2 separate regions of the Muntiacus reevesi genome follow, and region 2 is linked to region 1. Evidence: chromatin contacts called from public Hi-C data. All regions are on one chromosome and are shown on one strand. Each heading gives the region's core, a stretch centred on a gene start, on an enhancer-like site or on the middle of the called end of the contact. The rest is flanking DNA. Distances are from core to core; before and after follow the strand shown.

What was found. Hi-C and Micro-C count contacts between places; a contact is called where the count stands out from the background.
Region 2: a contact with region 1 is called in a Hi-C map of blood, with 5 times the contacts expected there. The contact joins the promoter of PCM1 here to the promoter of FRG1 in region 1. A contact is called at or near these places in 2 of 3 Hi-C or Micro-C datasets (blood and muscle).

What each region holds. Positions count from the first base shown.
Region 1 is chr10:60,756,502-60,759,495 of mMunRee1.1, reverse strand. FRG1 (FSHD region gene 1) reads right to left here and starts at 1,603. Exons shown (of 9, transcript XM_065947447.1): 1 at 1,379-1,603. The coding sequence starts at 1,440.
Region 2 is chr10:60,928,908-60,931,944 of mMunRee1.1, reverse strand. It overlaps PCM1 (pericentriolar material 1), which reads left to right and starts at 1,621. Exons shown (of 41, transcript XM_065947344.1): 1 at 1,621-1,987.

The sequences.
Region 1 (2,994 bases), core at 354-2,853:
ATTCAGCCATAAAAGGAATGAGTACTGATACAACATAGATGAATCTTGAGAATGTTATCCTAGGTAAAAGAAGCCAGATACAAAAGGCTGCATATTGTATCGTTCAGTCGTTCAGTCGTGTCCGACCCTGCATATTGTATGATTCCATTTATATGGAATATTTGTTTATGAGGCAAACTGATACAGACAAAAGGTGGATTAGTGGTTGCCAGGGATTAGGGGATGAGCAGAATGTGGAGTGACTGCTAATGATGGTGGGCTTCCTTCTGAGAGGATGAAAATGTTCAGCAACTCAACAGTGTTGAGCCTTGTGAATATACTAAAACCCACTGAATTCTACTTTAAAAGGGCGAACTTTATAGTATATGTAGTTTATCTCAACAATAAAAAACCCGAGCGACTTTAAAAAAAGTTAACAGGCATTGTTTACAACAGTTTTGGGTACATATGAAATGCTACATGTGTTAATTATATTGATAGTTATAATGATTATAAGACAAACTTGTTTGCATTTTCACCACAAAATAAGCTTTCAGAAGCTAACTCTCTCCTCCCTCCTATGAATTCAGACAGTAACAGTTTCACATGTATTCAGGATAAATTCTTAATCCCAGACCCCTAGGCAGAGTTCTAAAGAGTAGTGGCTTCAGTTTGCTTCTTGACACTTTCCTTCCATCCCATCTAAAAGTACCGAAAACTCTTATCACTGGGAGCAGGATGAAATGCTCAGCATTTGTGTAAATTGATCAACCCTGAGCAAATCTACCAGTTAAAAAAGAGGTGTAGGTATGAGTGAGCAGATATCTTTTCCTAAAAAATCTCATGCTCATAAATCACCAGGGTAACTTCTTCCTTGCGTTTGGCTCTGCTTATTTACTGTACACATCACCTCGTTTAATCCTCAAAACAACCCTTTTGGAGTATCACTAATCCCCTCCCAAGAGGAAGCTCAAAGATACTGACGAACCTGCCACAAGATTAGTAACTGGTGGAGTCCAGGTTTGAACCCATAGCCTTTTCAAAATCCGTATCTGCATATTGCATTAAAAATAATTTTTTTAAAGGTGGCAGTGAAGCCATGTTGAAAAGTTATCCCTAATAAAGGGAGTTACCAGACTATAACCCACACGACCAGACTAACACAGTCCTACCAAGCATAGGTCTGGAGGTGGGCGTTCATCAAGGGAAATCCGACGTTGTGGCTCCTGGTCCCCCAGGTGCGCGCAACGTCTGTGCGTCCCGGCAGGAGCCCAGGCCCAAGGGCTGGGAGCCTGAATGACAGCTACCAGCGGCCCCAGGACACCCGCCCCAGGGAGGGGAAGGCTGAGGGGAGTCGAGAAAGAGGGCGAGAATCTCCCACGCAAACCCGCGTCCTTACCTCTTGGCCTTGGTTCCCTTGAGCACGAGTTTGGTGGACTTCACATAGGAGTATTCGGCCATGGTCGTGGCAAAACACGTGAGCGGGAGCGGGCGAGGGAGGCACAAAAGTGGAGACTGGGCCCGAGCTCCCCGAAAACGTACTCACCAGCGGAGTGGGCGCGTCTCCTCCCAGTCCCTGGCCTTTTTTCACCCCAACGTCAACTCCCAAATAGAATTCCACTTCCTGTTTACAGCCTGGGTACGGCATCCGCAGAGGGCCGAAATAGGTCCGCGTTTTTTTTTTTTTTTTTTCTGGCGGCACCCTGAGAACGGGCGTTTCCGAAGCCAGGGAGACGCGCCCTCTGGTGGACGCGGCGGGTCTCGCAGCCGAGCTGGATGTCTAGAGCCGCTCTGGACAGAGTCCGCCTGCGAGGTCTTGGGAGGAGGCGATAATTAGATTAGGGATGCGATGACTCAATCTACCCTCCGGAAGCGGCTCCGTGGACTGGTCCTGACTGCGCCGCAGGCCAAGGGCTGGGCCCGCGTGTGCGGCGGGGCGGCGGGTGCGTTGAGTAACACAGGGCGCGTTGTTTGGCCTTGGGCGACTTCACAAGCCGTCTCAATTCCGTAAACGTTTATTGTACTGTTCGTACTTACGGAGACTCGAGTAATGCAGAGGAAACAAACGGAATAAAATAAAAGACAATAAGTATCAACGTTTGGGCGGAAGATTTCACAGCGTTGCAGGATTTTGGGTGGAGATGGGCAGGCGGGAGACAGGGAAAGCAAATGCATTCGGAGGGTGGGTCTTAAGAGGCTTCCACAGCTTCAGTCCCTGCTCCCATCTCTTCAGCAGTTTATAATCTACTTCCCTGATCCCTGATGGGATCCCTGATCCCATCGTCTCTTCCTTCCTACCATCTACTGTAGTGCCAAGTGATCTCTCCAAAGAAACAGCTGATCATTATCCCCCCTGTTTTTGTTGTTGAATCTCTTAAGTCCTATCCCACTCTGTGACCCAATGTACTGTGGCACCTAGGGCTCCTCTCTCCTCCACTGTCTCCCGAAGTTTGCTCAAATTCATGTCCATTGAGTCATTGTGCTATCTAACCATCTCATCCTCTATTGTCCCCTTCTCCTCTTGCCCTCAATCTTTTCCAGTGTCAGGGTCTTTTCTAGTGAGTCGGCTCTTTGCAACAGGTGGCCAAAGTATTGAGGCTTCAGCTTCAGCAACACTCCTTCCAATGAATATCCAGGGTGGATTTCCTTTAGGATTGACTTGTTTGATCTCCTTGCTGTCCAAGGGACTCTCAAGAGTCTTCTCCAACACCATGGTTCGGAAGCATCAGTTCTTCAGCCTTCAACCTTTATGGTCCAACTCTCACATCCGTGCATGACTACAGACATTTGTCAGCAAAGTGATATCTCTGTTTTTTTAATATGCTGTCTAGGTTTGTCATAGCTTTTCTTCCAAGGAGCAAGGGTCTTGTAATTTCGTGGCTACAATCACCATCTGTAGTGACTTTGGAGCCCAAGAAAATAAAATCTGTCACTGCTTCCCCCCCTTTCCCCCTTCTGTTTTGCACTGGGGAAGGAAATAGCAACGCACTCTGGTATTCTTGCCTGGAGAACCCC
Region 2 (3,037 bases), core at 372-2,871, 170 kb before region 1:
TTGAATCCATTTGAATTGTTTCAATGCCAGTAGCTTCTATCACCATTTTGTTTTATGCATATATGTTGTTATAGGCATAAAACAAAATGGTGATAATGACGGCTTATTTCTTTTTCCCATGCATTTTCTTAAGCAAAAAATTCTTTCAAGGTGTCAGCAGACCTCAGTTTAAACTTGTGCTCTCCCACTTGGTGTTGTCAGAACTTTGAGAATTTATTTAACCTCTCATTAGTAAAATGGAACTGATGCAGAACCAGTTATCTTCATGACAGTTGTGAGAATTAAAATTACAACAGATGAAATGCTGGAACCAGTGTCCAGTACAGAATTAACATTACCTTAAGGGGGAAAAATTAAAAAAGCCTTCCAAGGTAGGCAACGTTACTAACTCTTGTCCCTCATTTCATGGATGGGGCAACTGAAGCTCAGAAAGGTTAACTTGCCCAAGGTCTTAGTGGGCTAGAGTAAATACCTAATCCATTATCCCATCGGTGGTGTGAGTTCCCATAGCACTTCGTTTTCTTATAAAAAAAAGTTTATTTACATCATACCTTATTTCTGCATCATTCAATAAAATACCTCTCAAAGGGCCGGGACTAAGTTTTTGCTACCTAAATAGTAAAAGAAGTACTTAAAAATGTATGACGAAGTGTCAAGGATCACTGCACTGAAACTGAACCTAGATTCAGTTGCAAATTACAGTAGCAGGAAGGGCTTTATTTATCTGAATTATTTATTGACATGCAGTTCTACTAAGCGGTTTTGCGAACAATTTTTATTGGTGACTGAGAACAATTTGCTCTTGGAACTCAGATGCGTCTTCTTCATTCCTCCTACGCTTATTTTGCTTAAAACAAAACTATCCCGCAACTGCAAACTGTCGAAAAATAAAGTGCTCTCGCACGCAAGAAAAGTTGAGCAGTGTTTAAAGCTTTCAGTTAGCCACATCAAAGACATTAATTATCACTTTACCGCATTTGGGGGGTTTAGGAGAGAACCTGTCAATATACTACTAACCTTAACAGGGTCGCTGATGAGAGAAGAGAATATATACACAGGGAAATTCAGAAACTACAGTTTCAGATAACATTCTTGAGATTCAATTTAGATGAAAATCATCTGGCTCTTCTAAGTCCAGCAAGGCATGAATTCAAGCTGGCATTAATTACTGACTGATGATGCTCCCACTGACCAACTGGACGATTTCGGCTAATAAACTTGCGTGGGTTTATCTCCTCAGGTGTAAAATTAGGCCCAGACTGTAAAGGCCCTTTTGGTTCCATCCCTTGCGGACCCACAAACGGGTGGAGAGCGACCCCAGTTTCTGGTCTCTCTCCTTCTTCCGGCACTTCCAGGGGCTGGCACTCCCCCGCAAAGGAAAACCGGAACGCGCCTCCACTCTTTTTCCATCTGCCAAGGCGGGTCTCCAACCACTTCCTCAGAGGCCTCGCCTCCTCGTGGAGAAGCCGGAAGCGCAGAGCATACTGGGATTCGTAGTCACATCCCTCGGGACGAACAAGCGGGCGCGTGTACCCCGAGAGCGAGTTGGCATTGTGGGATATGTAGTTTCTGGTGGTTCGTTTGTGGACTCGACACCGGGCTCCAGAGAGAGAGGTGACACCACCGACTCCAGCGGGTCACATGACTCCGGTCTAGCGCGTTGATCACACTGCGGCTCCCGCCAGGGCGAGTTTCGCCCCCACGCGGTCGTTGCCGAGGAGACGGCGCATGTCTCCCGGCGCGTTGCCCCCTCTGCAGTCCCCCCGCCCCTCTTCTCCCACCACAATGAGATCCTAAGATGGCGGTGGTTGCGGCGGTTGGCGCTGAGGAGCTGAGGTAGAGGAGGCGGCCATTGGGCCCTTAGGCAGCCTGGGAACTTGGGGCTTCTCCCTGCTGCGGTCTCTAAGGGCGGCCCGCTGCCGGTGGCGGGTCGTGGTGGGGCTGACCGCTACTCCGCCCTTGGCAGGAGCGGCTGCTTCGTTTACAGGTAATGCCTGCGCGTTCCCAGCCCTTGGCAACCGACGGCAGCGCGGCGCCGGGGCGGGAGAGCAACGGCCCTGGGACACTTGATCCTGGAGAGCCTGGCCTCGGGCCCACGCCCCTGGTGGGGCTCCTGGGGCTCCTTGCTGCTTGCTTCCCGTCCCTCTGGGCGGGCCGATTGCCCCTTCCCCCGGGCCGAGCGATGCTGATCTCGGGGTGAGCATCTAGGGACGCGTCGGCGACTGCAGGACCCCCTGCTTGCCTCCCCGCCCCTCTTGCTGGCCCCGGGGAGGAGACCGCCGTGGGGACTCGGGCGCTCCAGGAATGTCCCTCGCGAGTGGAGGAAGTGGAGTGGGGGCTACGGTTTGTTTTGGGGGGGGGGTCTCGTTTTCCATAGCAAGGGGCCTTAGTGGGCCATAATCTGCGCCTCTTCTACCTTACTCCCCAAATTCCGTTCCGTGGGGCTCTCGAGCTCCAGAATTTGGAGTGGAGAAGAGCGGGTGAGGAGCGATGCTACTTTGGGGTTGGGCCGTGAGCAGCAGGACTTACGCCGTCCCGGGCGTTTTTAGAGCTGAAGGGCCGGGGGAGGCGTTCCTGACTTGGGGGTTCCTACTGGCGAGGCGAATGCTAATTTTACCGCGCTTCCCCTCCGACCTCCCGCGGCGCCCCTTCGCCATCCCTTACTGCAGGTCCAGTTTGGATGGGCCGCGGGGTGGGGGAAATACTAAATGCCAAATGGATTCGAGGAACGTTGCTTGCTCTGCAGAAACGAGTGTTTGGGGATTAGGTCGTAGGCCCCGCTGGGGAGGCGGGGCCTCCAAACTTTTAAGCCCCGCGGCTCATTCCTCTAGAGCTCATCCTATCTGAAAAATAATTTTCTTTTTTTTTTTTTTTTTGGACCAATGCGAGGTCTGTGGCGGCTGCTCTACGGGTGACGGATCGTGTTTTGACGCTGGAAGAAGCGGAGTTTCTGGGCGCCCCTTCCACCCCCGCCCCGTAACTGCCTTGCAGACTCCGCCTTGTGCTATTCTCTGGTTACTGGAGTGGGTGGTGGTGT